Linked DNA regions of Mus musculus: region 1 is linked to region 2. Evidence: chromatin contacts called from public ChIA-PET data. All regions are on one chromosome and are shown on one strand. Each heading gives the region's core, a stretch centred on a gene start, on an enhancer-like site or on the middle of the called end of the contact. The rest is flanking DNA. Distances are from core to core; before and after follow the strand shown. Region 1 holds the start of Sp100 (nuclear antigen Sp100). Region 2 holds the start of Gpr55 (G protein-coupled receptor 55).

Region 1 (5,024 bases), core at 2,468-4,967, 310 kb after region 2:
AAACAACATTTACTTGGGGCTGGCTTACAGGTTCAGAGGTTCAGTCCATTATCATCAAGGTGGGAGCATGGCAATATCCAGGAAGGCATGGCGCAGGCAGAGCTGAGAGTTCTATGCCTTCATCCAAAGGCTGCTAGTGGAAGACTGACTTCCAGGCAACTAGGGTGAGGATCTTATGCCCACACCCACAGTGACACACCTACTTCAACAAGGCCACACCTCCAAATGGTGCTACTCCCTGGTCCAAGAATATACAAACCATCACACTCACACACTGCATTTACACACACATGCTCATGTAAGCACAGTATTCACACACACACACACACACACACACACACACACACACACACACACACACAATACTGCATTCGCACACACTCACTCACACATACACACACTACATTCACACACAGAGATTTTTTTTAAGCTGTAAAGGAAAGAAACCAAGCTACTAAACATTAAGTCATTGTCATGGGGGAAGACCAGGAGACAGCCTTACACATAAAAAGATTAAAATCCTAACAAAGATAGCACAGGAGCAGTGAGAACTGGGGGGCTAATGTGGCTCCAGGGTAGAATCCTTTTGTCTAAAAAAAGAGACAGACGAAAAGAAACAAACTTTCCCTGAATAAAGATAGATTCCCACATGTTACCTGAAGAACACAGAACTGTGATCCAAACAAAACAAACAAAAACTCATGCCAGGCCAGGTAGGGCAGGCCTTTAAGCCGAAGGACTCAGGAAGCTGAAACAGGAAAATTACGGTTTCAAGGCTATCCTGGGCAACTGAATGAGATTGTGTCTCAAATTAAAAAGTAAAGGGAGGGCTGGAGATATAGTTCAGAGGTAGAGAACTTGCTCCGCAAGGACAAAGCTCTAGGTTCAAAGGCAGCCACGGCAAGCAGAAACACAAAAGCCCCAACACCCCAAGGGTGCTGGATTTTCTCAGTGGCTTCCATTATCACTTTATTTATGGATGTGTCTTTCTTACAAGATCAATACTACAATTCAAATTTAACTTTGTATAAGAGGAAACCCACTATACACAGTGCCAAAAGACAAGGGAGAATATAGCTACGGTTTCTCAAGACATTTAGCCAGTGCATAGAAGAAGTGCATATAAAAACCACATAGGGGTTTTTATACAAGAAAAATAAATGAATTAAATCTGTTAAAAAATAAATGAACACCTGACTAAAGATATTGAAAACAGACCAGTGCTGGAGAGGGAGCTGAAGGGCCAGTGCATAAGAAACGCAACCCATTTCCTGCTTAATAGAGAGACTGCAAAACAGCACACATCTCTATTGCCTTTGTGTACTTGGGCTGAGAGAGGAAGACGCCTCACCTCAGTAGCTACTGGCAGGGAAATGCATAGACTTTGCCTCCTCAGCAGCCATTTGGCAACGTCTATAAAGCAAGTAACGCCCTTTGTCTCGGTAGTCCCCTGATTATATCTTTGATTCAAGACAAAATACTAGTCAATAAGCATAATGCATTATACGGCCAACGTTCCCACAGCTTGTGGGTGACAGTCAACTATGGTAGTGAGCGAAAGTTCATCAAAAGGAGACTGGTTTAAACTGGTTTAAAACTCGTGGAAAGGACTGGCAAGCTGGCGCAGTGGAAAAGGAGCCAGCAACCCAGCCTGATGACTTGGCTCGGATCCCAGAAGCCACACGGAAGAAGGGAGGTACCACCTCCTCTATTTTGCCCCCTGACTCCATGACACACGCAAAGCTGCTGCACGTGTGCACACATAAATAAGCATGACATTGAATGATACGTTTCTTGGTTCATATACAAGTGCTCTGAATGGCAGGGAGCTGTGAAAAAGAGTAAAGTAAGTGTACCCTCATTACACGGAGGACCTCGCCAAGGCTTCTACTCTTTAAAACAGGCTAAGGCTGAAAACACCTCACACCATTACAAAATGAAAATATGCATTAACGAAAACAAATTATACATGAAATGCATTTGGAAAGATAAAGGGGCTGGAGAGATAGGTCAGCAGTTAAGAGCAAAGATTGTTCTTCAAAAGGACTGGAGTTCAGCTCCCAGTCTGTCAGCTCATAGCCATCTATAACTCCAACTACAGGGGACCTGACATCCTCTTCTGTCCTCCAAAGGCACATTCCCTAATAGTGTACACACTCTTTTCTCTCTCTCTCTTACACACACACACACACACACACACACACACACACACACACGCACGCACGCATGCACGCACGCGCGAGACCCAATAAATATTTTGTAGACAATAAGAAAGACCCAGGTATGGTATTGTACACCTTTAATCCCTGTACTTGGGAGGCAGAGGCAGATGGATCTCTATTGTAAGTCCAAGTCCAGGCAGGTTTACATAGCAAGTTTCAGGTCAGCCTGGACAACATAATAAAAAAGATCAAGAGACCGTGCCTTAAAATAAAAAATAAATAATATAAGGAAGATTGAGCCCAAGGAGTGGGCTAAGTATATGGGGGCAGCTGAGGGGTCTTATCCTTTCTATATTTCCACAAGTTTGAAAGCTTATAAACCACATTTTATTATGAAATGGTCCTGGTGGTCTAGGCCTGTAACCTCAGTCACTCAGAGGCTCACAAGTTCAAGGTCAGCCTAACCTATACAATGAGTTCCACACTGGTGTGAGTAACTTAGCAAAACCTTGAGTCAAAGTTCTAAAAAATAAATAGAGATATATAATCAGGCATATTCAAAGTCCGAGGTTCATCTGCAGTACTGAAAAAAAAAATGTATTACGTCCTTCGTACTAACAAAAACACTGCCCAACATTATTTATGCATAGTAGCGCATCTGAGTTACTGGAGCAAACAGAATTCTACTGTTTCCTGCCAGAGCTAACATCCACCTAGAACAGAAAACTAAAGGGAAATAGAAATATGTGGCTTGCCCTGACCTTTGCAATCAAGGCCCTTTCTTGTCTTTTGTCTTCCTTGGATCGAGGTCTGACAGTGAGAGCTTAAACCAGGAGTGAGCCTGGGCACAGCTTTCTTGGTGACAAGTCCTGCCAGACAGGTAGGAGAAACAGGGCAGCGGGTGCCAACTGTTTACCCAGCATCGTCTGCTATTTGGACTTCTTCCCTGAGGTGACTTTCCTGCAGGAGTCCTGCTCTAATGCAGAGAGAGGCAGAGGGACTGAGACCGCTTGGGTCACAAGATAATAACAGAACCATGCCACAGGAGTCCCTGTCAGCTGTGGCCAAAGTCTCCCTCTGACAGCTGAGCAGTGGTCATAAAGACAGTTATGACTTGTGTACAATCTGGCAAGCTTGTCTCTCTCGGCAGCGGATATCAAACTCAAGTGTTCAGGTATGCTGATGTTCTCTCTCTTTCTCTCTCTGTGTCTGTCTGTCTCTCCCTCTCTCTCTTTCTCTCTCTCTCTCTCTCTCTCTCTCTCTCTCTCTCTCTCTCTCTCTGTCTCTTCACCTCATCACCCCCAAATCTATCCCCTCTCATTATAGGCCAAAGCTACTTCATGTCAGGCGGTTTGAACTGACTGAAGCTTGGGTCACTAATTCAAGACATAAAATCAACCGTGTTGTCAGAGGAAAAGGTTACAGAGGGAAAAAGACTCACCTGGGGCTGCCGTCGCTCCCTTCCATCTTCCACAGCTGCCTGGGGCCTGGGACAGTGAGCTCTGATCCCTTGGTATCTGCACAGGCTTCTGTGTGTTTGCCTTGGGCCACATCTGAGAGCAGGAAGTGAGCCCAAGCACTAAGAAACCAGAGAGGGCTCCGCCCTGATGGGGAAAAGAAAAACGAAAGTAATTCTCTAATCTCAAGGGTGCTGCTGTGAGATCCTGTCCCATCCATCATTTTTGGAATGTTGTAGCAGGGAGGAGAAAGGGGACCTAGAGGATTGCAGAAGGGTACACCAGGACAAGCTGAGCCAGTTCCTGAGAGTGCCTTCTTTATGGAAAGATGGGACAAACAAACAAAACAAAACAATTAAAACCCCTCCACAGAAACTCAAACTGTACTCTCTTGCTCCTGTGTCTAGGAGGGGAGCAGGGATCCCCCCAGGGTTGGTTGCCATGTCCCTGGCTGAAGTGACTTGGGTAAGGAGACAGCAGGGAAGGAAGGTCAAACACTTGCAAGGTATCTCTCAGGCCAGCAGGAGACCCAGGAATGTGGCCAGGACAAGATTTCTCAGACCCAGGATTGAGGACATCCCCCAACTCCATAGACATTGGGTCAGAGCAAGACTTGGGTCTCTGAAGACTTGTCATCCCAGCCTAGAAGTCAAAGGCAGGAGGAAGCTGCAGCAGTGGCCACCAGGGCATGAAGACAAAGATGTGGTCCTCCCTTCTGAGGTGCAGATATGATAAGTAGTGATGAGCTGTCACCTCCAGTGAGTCTTTCTAGGAGGCCCCTCATGGATCATTAGGATATATCAAGTTCTCTCTGTTCCTCCTTCTGGGAGCACTTTCTCTGAGGGACTTGGGGACCTGAGGTGAGCCTCTACCCTGACAGGTCTCCCAGCAGAGAGTCTGCTTGCCTCTTTCTCATCCTTTAGTTCACATACACAGGGATAGGCTGGTATGAAGCTGGGGTGGGTATGACTCACAAGAGTAATGTGAGGCCATGCCTGAGGTTAGCCTTTGGGGTCTTTTAGTGCCCCACATTTTAGCCATGTCTCCATTTCTACTTCGATCTAGAATAAGAAACTTTGGGATGATTTTACAGGACTCTAAGTAACAAGACTTTGCAGAAGCACCTCAAAGCTAATGTGTGCATGGGAATCCAATGTCTATATGTTGCTGGTTCAGTTCCTTCTTGGAGACCCAGAGGAGTGCACACAGGGAGAGCTGAACTATCACTATACTATCCAGTGTCTGACTGGAACTCCTGAGACCTGAAAGCCCAGCTCCACAGTAAAGTGTAACTCTTGGGAGATGAGGTGCACAGGGAACAGAACATTGCTACACCTACTTACCCCAAAGCAGCTCTGGAAGAATGCTATTAAAGGGTCCCCCCTTCCCTGAATACCCCGCATCT
Region 2 (5,050 bases), core at 1,955-4,454:
ACATGCAATCTTTACTCTTTGACCACCCTCTCCCCATCCCCACTCCTCATCCTCCCCAGCCTCTGGGAATGTCCTTTTCTCTGCTCCTAGGAAGTGACCTGTGACCTGCGAGTGGGGTCGCTTGATGTTTGTCTTTCCGTGCCCTTTACCTTTGTTTTTTTGTTTTTTGGTTTTGTTTTTTTTGTTTGTTTGTTTTGTTTTGTTTTTTGTTTGTTTGTTTTTTCGAGTCAGGAGTTCTCTGTGTAGCTCTGGCTGTCCTGGAACTAACTCTGTAGACCAGGCTGGCCTCGAACTCAGAAATCCGCCTGCCTCTGCCTCCCGAGTGCTGGGATTAAAGGTGTGTGCCACCACTGCCCGGCTACCTTTGATTTTTTTATCTCCCGGTCCACTCGTGGTGATGTAAGTCACAAGGTTCTCTCCCTCCTTCCTTTCTTCTCCCATTCTGTGTCAGCATGTCACTATGTTTCTGTGCGCATGCTCCTGTGTGTACATTGTATGGAGGTCATAGGTCAATCTCAAGTGCCTTCTTTAGTCACTCTCTTCTCTTAGAATCGCTCACTAAGCCGAGAGCTCACTGACTGGGGACTACTAGACCAGCCCAGCACCAAGCTCCAGGGTCTTAATCTCTTCTCCCTGGGGCTCTGAGAGCAGGTGCACATGCCATACCTATTTCTTTTTAATGTGGTTTTGGGAGGCATCTAGCTCATGTCCTCTAGCTTATATGACAAGCACTTTATTAAATGAGCCATCTTTCCAGCCTCCCCTCCTCTCCCCTCCCCTGATCCCTTTCTCTCTGGCAGGGTCTCATGCAGTCCAGGCTGGTCTCAAATCTGTTAGTAGCCAAGGCTGACTTTGACCACTTATTCTTTTTCCTTCTACTTCCCGAGTGCTAGGATTCCAGGCTTGTACCACCACACTTGGCAGGATTCTGCCCTTTGTTAAAGGTCAGTAGTTTTCCATTTCCTGTTTGAGCTGTATTTTCTTATCTACTTATCTGTTGATGGACACCTAGGTGGACTCCATGTCTACATTGTGACTAGTGCTGCATTGAACACAGATGCATATAAGCACATACTCTCTCTCTCTCTCTCTCTCTCTCTCTCTCTCTCTCTCTCTCACACACACACACACACACACACACACCTCTTTGTTGCAGTAACTCCATTTCCTTCATCTTACAACCTAGCAGAGTGCTTGGTTTCTTAAGGGGCCATTGTAGGCAACTGAACTTCAGAGTGTGAATTGTGAAACCCACGGGGTTGCTCATCAGCCCTGCCTCCTGGGGCTTGGGAAGGATTCAGTACAGGCTGTTGCTGACAGATACAGATCTGGACTCTCAGGCACCATTACCTGAGATGATCCAAACCCCAGCCCTGCATCTCTTGCATGGATGATGCACATCTAAGGATCTTGTCACCTGAGCTCTCTGCCTCAGGTTCCTTCACTATAAATGAAGCCACTTGTAAGTGTTCCTGTCCTAGATGGTGTGGAGAATTAACTGACTTCCACACCCCCCAAAGTCACAGCCTATTGGCTAATCCCTAGGACATATAAAGTGGTGGGGGAAATGTCACCCTCAATGACATCTCCTTAAGCAGTCAAGGTAACTTAGTAATGCTAAGATTAAAGATGAAGATTAAATAATTAGAGTAGTGTGTGATTGGGAAGATACTTGATGACATCAGAGAGAGCAGAAGTGGGCACATCTGGGATGGGAAGCAAGTACTAGCATACTGAACCCACATTAGAGGCAGAGAACCTTCCCCATAACCCTGGCCGTCCAGTTCTTGGTATTGGAGAAGAATTTCTACTCTCCACCTCAAGATTTAAAAAAGCCAAGATTGTGTTAAAGATAGCCAAGAAGGAAGTGAATAATTGAGTTCCTATATCCTTGGAGGGTTTGCTAGCATTGTGTGGGGGGACACTTGGTCCCCAGATGGTGGCACTATTTTTGGATGTGGAGCTTAGGTAGAGGAAGTGGCGTCCTGTGATGACGTGCCTTTGAAGGTTGTATGGCAGCCTGGGTCACTTCCTCTCTCTGCCTTCTGTCCACGGTGAGGTGAAAAGCTTATGCCAGGCAGTCCCACTGTCATGATATTTATTCTGTCTCATGGTCCAGAAACATAGAGACAAGTGCTTTTGGACTGGGCCATCTGAGGGTGAGCCCAAGTCAATCTTCTTTTCACCAAAGATGCTTCTTGGTATTTGCTTACAGTAAAGCTAACTAAGACTGAAGATATTCTCATTGTTAAAAAGCCCAGGAAATAAAACCTTTGTGAGAGCAAAAATATAAGATATTGTAGCAGAATCAGTGATTACCATGCAACAGAGCCAAGGGAAAAATGTCCATGCATAGAGGAGGGGTAGGAAGGGATGGAGGGAGAAGGCTCACAGTGACCAAAGATAGAAACTTAGCACTGAAGCATGGAGGAGCATGGCTCTGAAGAGCGTGTGGAAAGAGGACAAGGTCTGCTCTAGGCACCAGAAACATAAAGAGAAATCTATCTTTTGAAGGGGCTCACTAGCCTCCCCATCCTCCATGTCCATAAGAAATAAACAAGAATGACTAGGCTAGCTGGGCATGGTGACACATGCCCTTAATCCCAGCCCTTGGGAAGCTGAGACAGATAGATCTCTGTGAGTTCAATGTCAGGCTGGTCTAAAGAGCCAGTTCCAGGTCAGCCAGGGCTATACAGAGACTCTGTATTAAAAATAGATAGATAGATAGATAGATAGATAGATAGATAGATAGATAGATAGATGATAGATAGATAGATAGATAGATAGATAGATAGATAGATAGATAGATGAAAGAAAAACTACAATTAAATTTCCTTTAAAAATGAGTTGGTGGCTGTGTCTTTGGGCAATGTTAAGGGGATCAGGGATGGCATCAGAGATGAGAAAATGTGCTGGATTTAGACAGAGGCGGAGTCACTGGTTCAGTCCAGGATTCTTCTCTTCCACTTCAAGTCAGACCTCCCTCAGCTCCAGTAGAAACCGAAGAAGATGAAGCCAGTGGTGTTAATGCAGGAGCCTGAATGCAGGAGGCCACCACAGTGACACAAGAGCAGGCAGGTCTCACACAGATGTCTAGAACTTCCTCCTTCTTTGAGCTCTCAGTCAACTTTCCAGGAAGGGAGAGGAGAGGCGGGGCATTCTAAGCGGCTGCTGTCCCTGCCTTGACATGAACTATCCAACACTTTGCTCTCTGTAAGCCGCTCATGTGACTGCTCTCAAGGTGGCCAGGCATCTTCAGTCTCCGTTGGTGGAGAATGTGGTCCACCTAGAGGGCAGGAAAGGGGACTTCTCTTGGAGACTTCAAGGCTGGGACTCATTGGTACTCCTAAGCTGTCTGACCACTCATGGGAACCATCTGGGCTTGGGGACAGAAGTGTGACCAAATCTGGGATTTGGAGCAGAGGTGAGACGTGTAGCTACTGTGTGGATGTAAAGGGTCCTTCCCCCACCTTCTCCCCTTGCTTCTCCTTCCCTAGTTTATCCTGCCTTCCCTTTGCTGCTGAGCTCCCTCCTAGGGCAGGTACCCTGCTACTCAGGATGATGCTGTTATCAATCCCAGCCTTTTCCCTCCCTCAGACACAAGCTCTAAAGGAGACAATGGCAGACTGACATATATCCATGGGGAGGAAGAGTCTGAATCTTTAGCTGAGTTGCTGGGTGTTGTTTATCTGTCCTCTCACTCCATCTGGTTTTGAGAAAGTTTCTACTGTCCGTCTTGGACAGACAGTAGACAAGCTGCAGAACAGGGAACCAGCAAGCACTTATTGATCAAATGAACTTCTGACCCCAGGTTATCGATGAGGAAGTTGACTAGGAGGAATTACAGAGACTTGTCAAAGGGGTGGGGCCACTCTCTCTGTTTGCTGGGCTTTCTTAGGAATCAGGGTGCCACTGGTGACCCTATGACTTTCTCTCAGTCACCCCATTCCCACTTCCTGTCCCAATTCCTTCTCAGCATGGCTGTTTCTCTTTCTCCGACCTTCCTTCTGCCCCTGTATCCAGCCCCCACGCTGCCCCATCCACTGAGTTGATCTGGGTTTAGAGATGAGGTAAAGGAACATCCAAGGTTTCCTTTTTATTGGTCAGCTTCCAATATGATGTTCCTGTTCAGTGTGTTTGTTCAAGGTGACCTTTGAGCAGCTCCTACTCCTGGCTGACTGGCTTTGAGCCTCTGCTCTTGTTGCTTGCAATCCTTAGACTTCAGCTACACAGAGGCAACCCACCCCTGTCTTCAGAGACAGTCCCCACTCCTGTCCCCAGAGACACCTCTATGTTTGGTCTTTCTGAATGTCAAGCAACCCTTGTGTGTGAGAAGACCTCTTAAGCTATTCTTTGTACCTCTGGCCTCTCTCTGCTCCCTGCCTCCCTGCCTGGCCCCGCTTAGGGTTAGCCTCTAAGCCTACACCCCTTAGGTTAATCCTTACCCCTTAGGTGAAACCCCTGCTGGGGCAAGTCTATCCCTCTGAATAGGTGCTGGGCCTTGATGGCTGAAGGGGTGAATGGAGTAGTGTCAGGAGAGGATGTGGTAGTGGAGAAACTCTTAGGTAAGCAGTCAGAAGAGCTTGCTTTGCGCCCGAGAAGGAACTGCTTCCTGGAGCTCTCTTGATGCCTGGTGCACTTGATGAAGTTGGAGGTATGTGCTCCAGTATCATCTCTTTAGAACCCCTTTGAAAGGAGGCAGGGAGCCAGCCCAGCTGTCAAAGCTTCTAGCTTGCTCTTAAGGAAGAGAGGGTAGGACGGATCAAGGCAGTGATCCCAGGCTTAGGAAACTCCCAAGAAACTTTTTTATTTATGCTTTTTCTGGTTTCAAAGGGAGCTAGAGAGAGAGGGCTCTGAACCATGGGCAGGTCTTTGCCTGCCTGCTACAGAGATAGATATTCTATCTTTCCAGGTTTTAGAGAGCACTTGGGGGAGGTGGGACAGTGATTGTTTACATAGCTTTACGAAATGTCTTCCTGTGTGTTTTTGACTCATGACCAAGCATTTTAAGCATTTAAAGAGCAAGCAACAGCAAGGCATATTCTTGAGA

The links. ChIA-PET counts read pairs in DNA pulled down with a chosen protein or histone mark.
Region 1: an RNA polymerase II ChIA-PET map of memory CD8 T cells shows a contact between it and region 2, with 7 read pairs. The contact joins the promoter of Sp100 here to the promoter of Gpr55 in region 2. A contact is called at or near these places in 1 of 15 datasets of contacts at CTCF or cohesin (CD8 T cells) and 1 of 115 datasets of contacts at active chromatin or transcription factors (memory CD8 T cells).

What each region holds. Positions count from the first base shown.
Region 1 is chr1:85,648,707-85,653,730 of GRCm38.p6, reverse strand. Sp100 (nuclear antigen Sp100) reads right to left here and starts at 3,717. Exons shown (of 22, transcript NM_001372231.1): 1 at 3,604-3,717. The coding sequence starts at 3,629.
Region 2 is chr1:85,959,209-85,964,258 of GRCm38.p6, reverse strand. Gpr55 (G protein-coupled receptor 55) reads left to right here and starts at 3,204. Exons shown (of 2, transcript NM_001033290.2): 1 at 3,204-3,424. The region is part of intron 1 of Gm41905 (a long non-coding RNA gene); the gene reads right to left.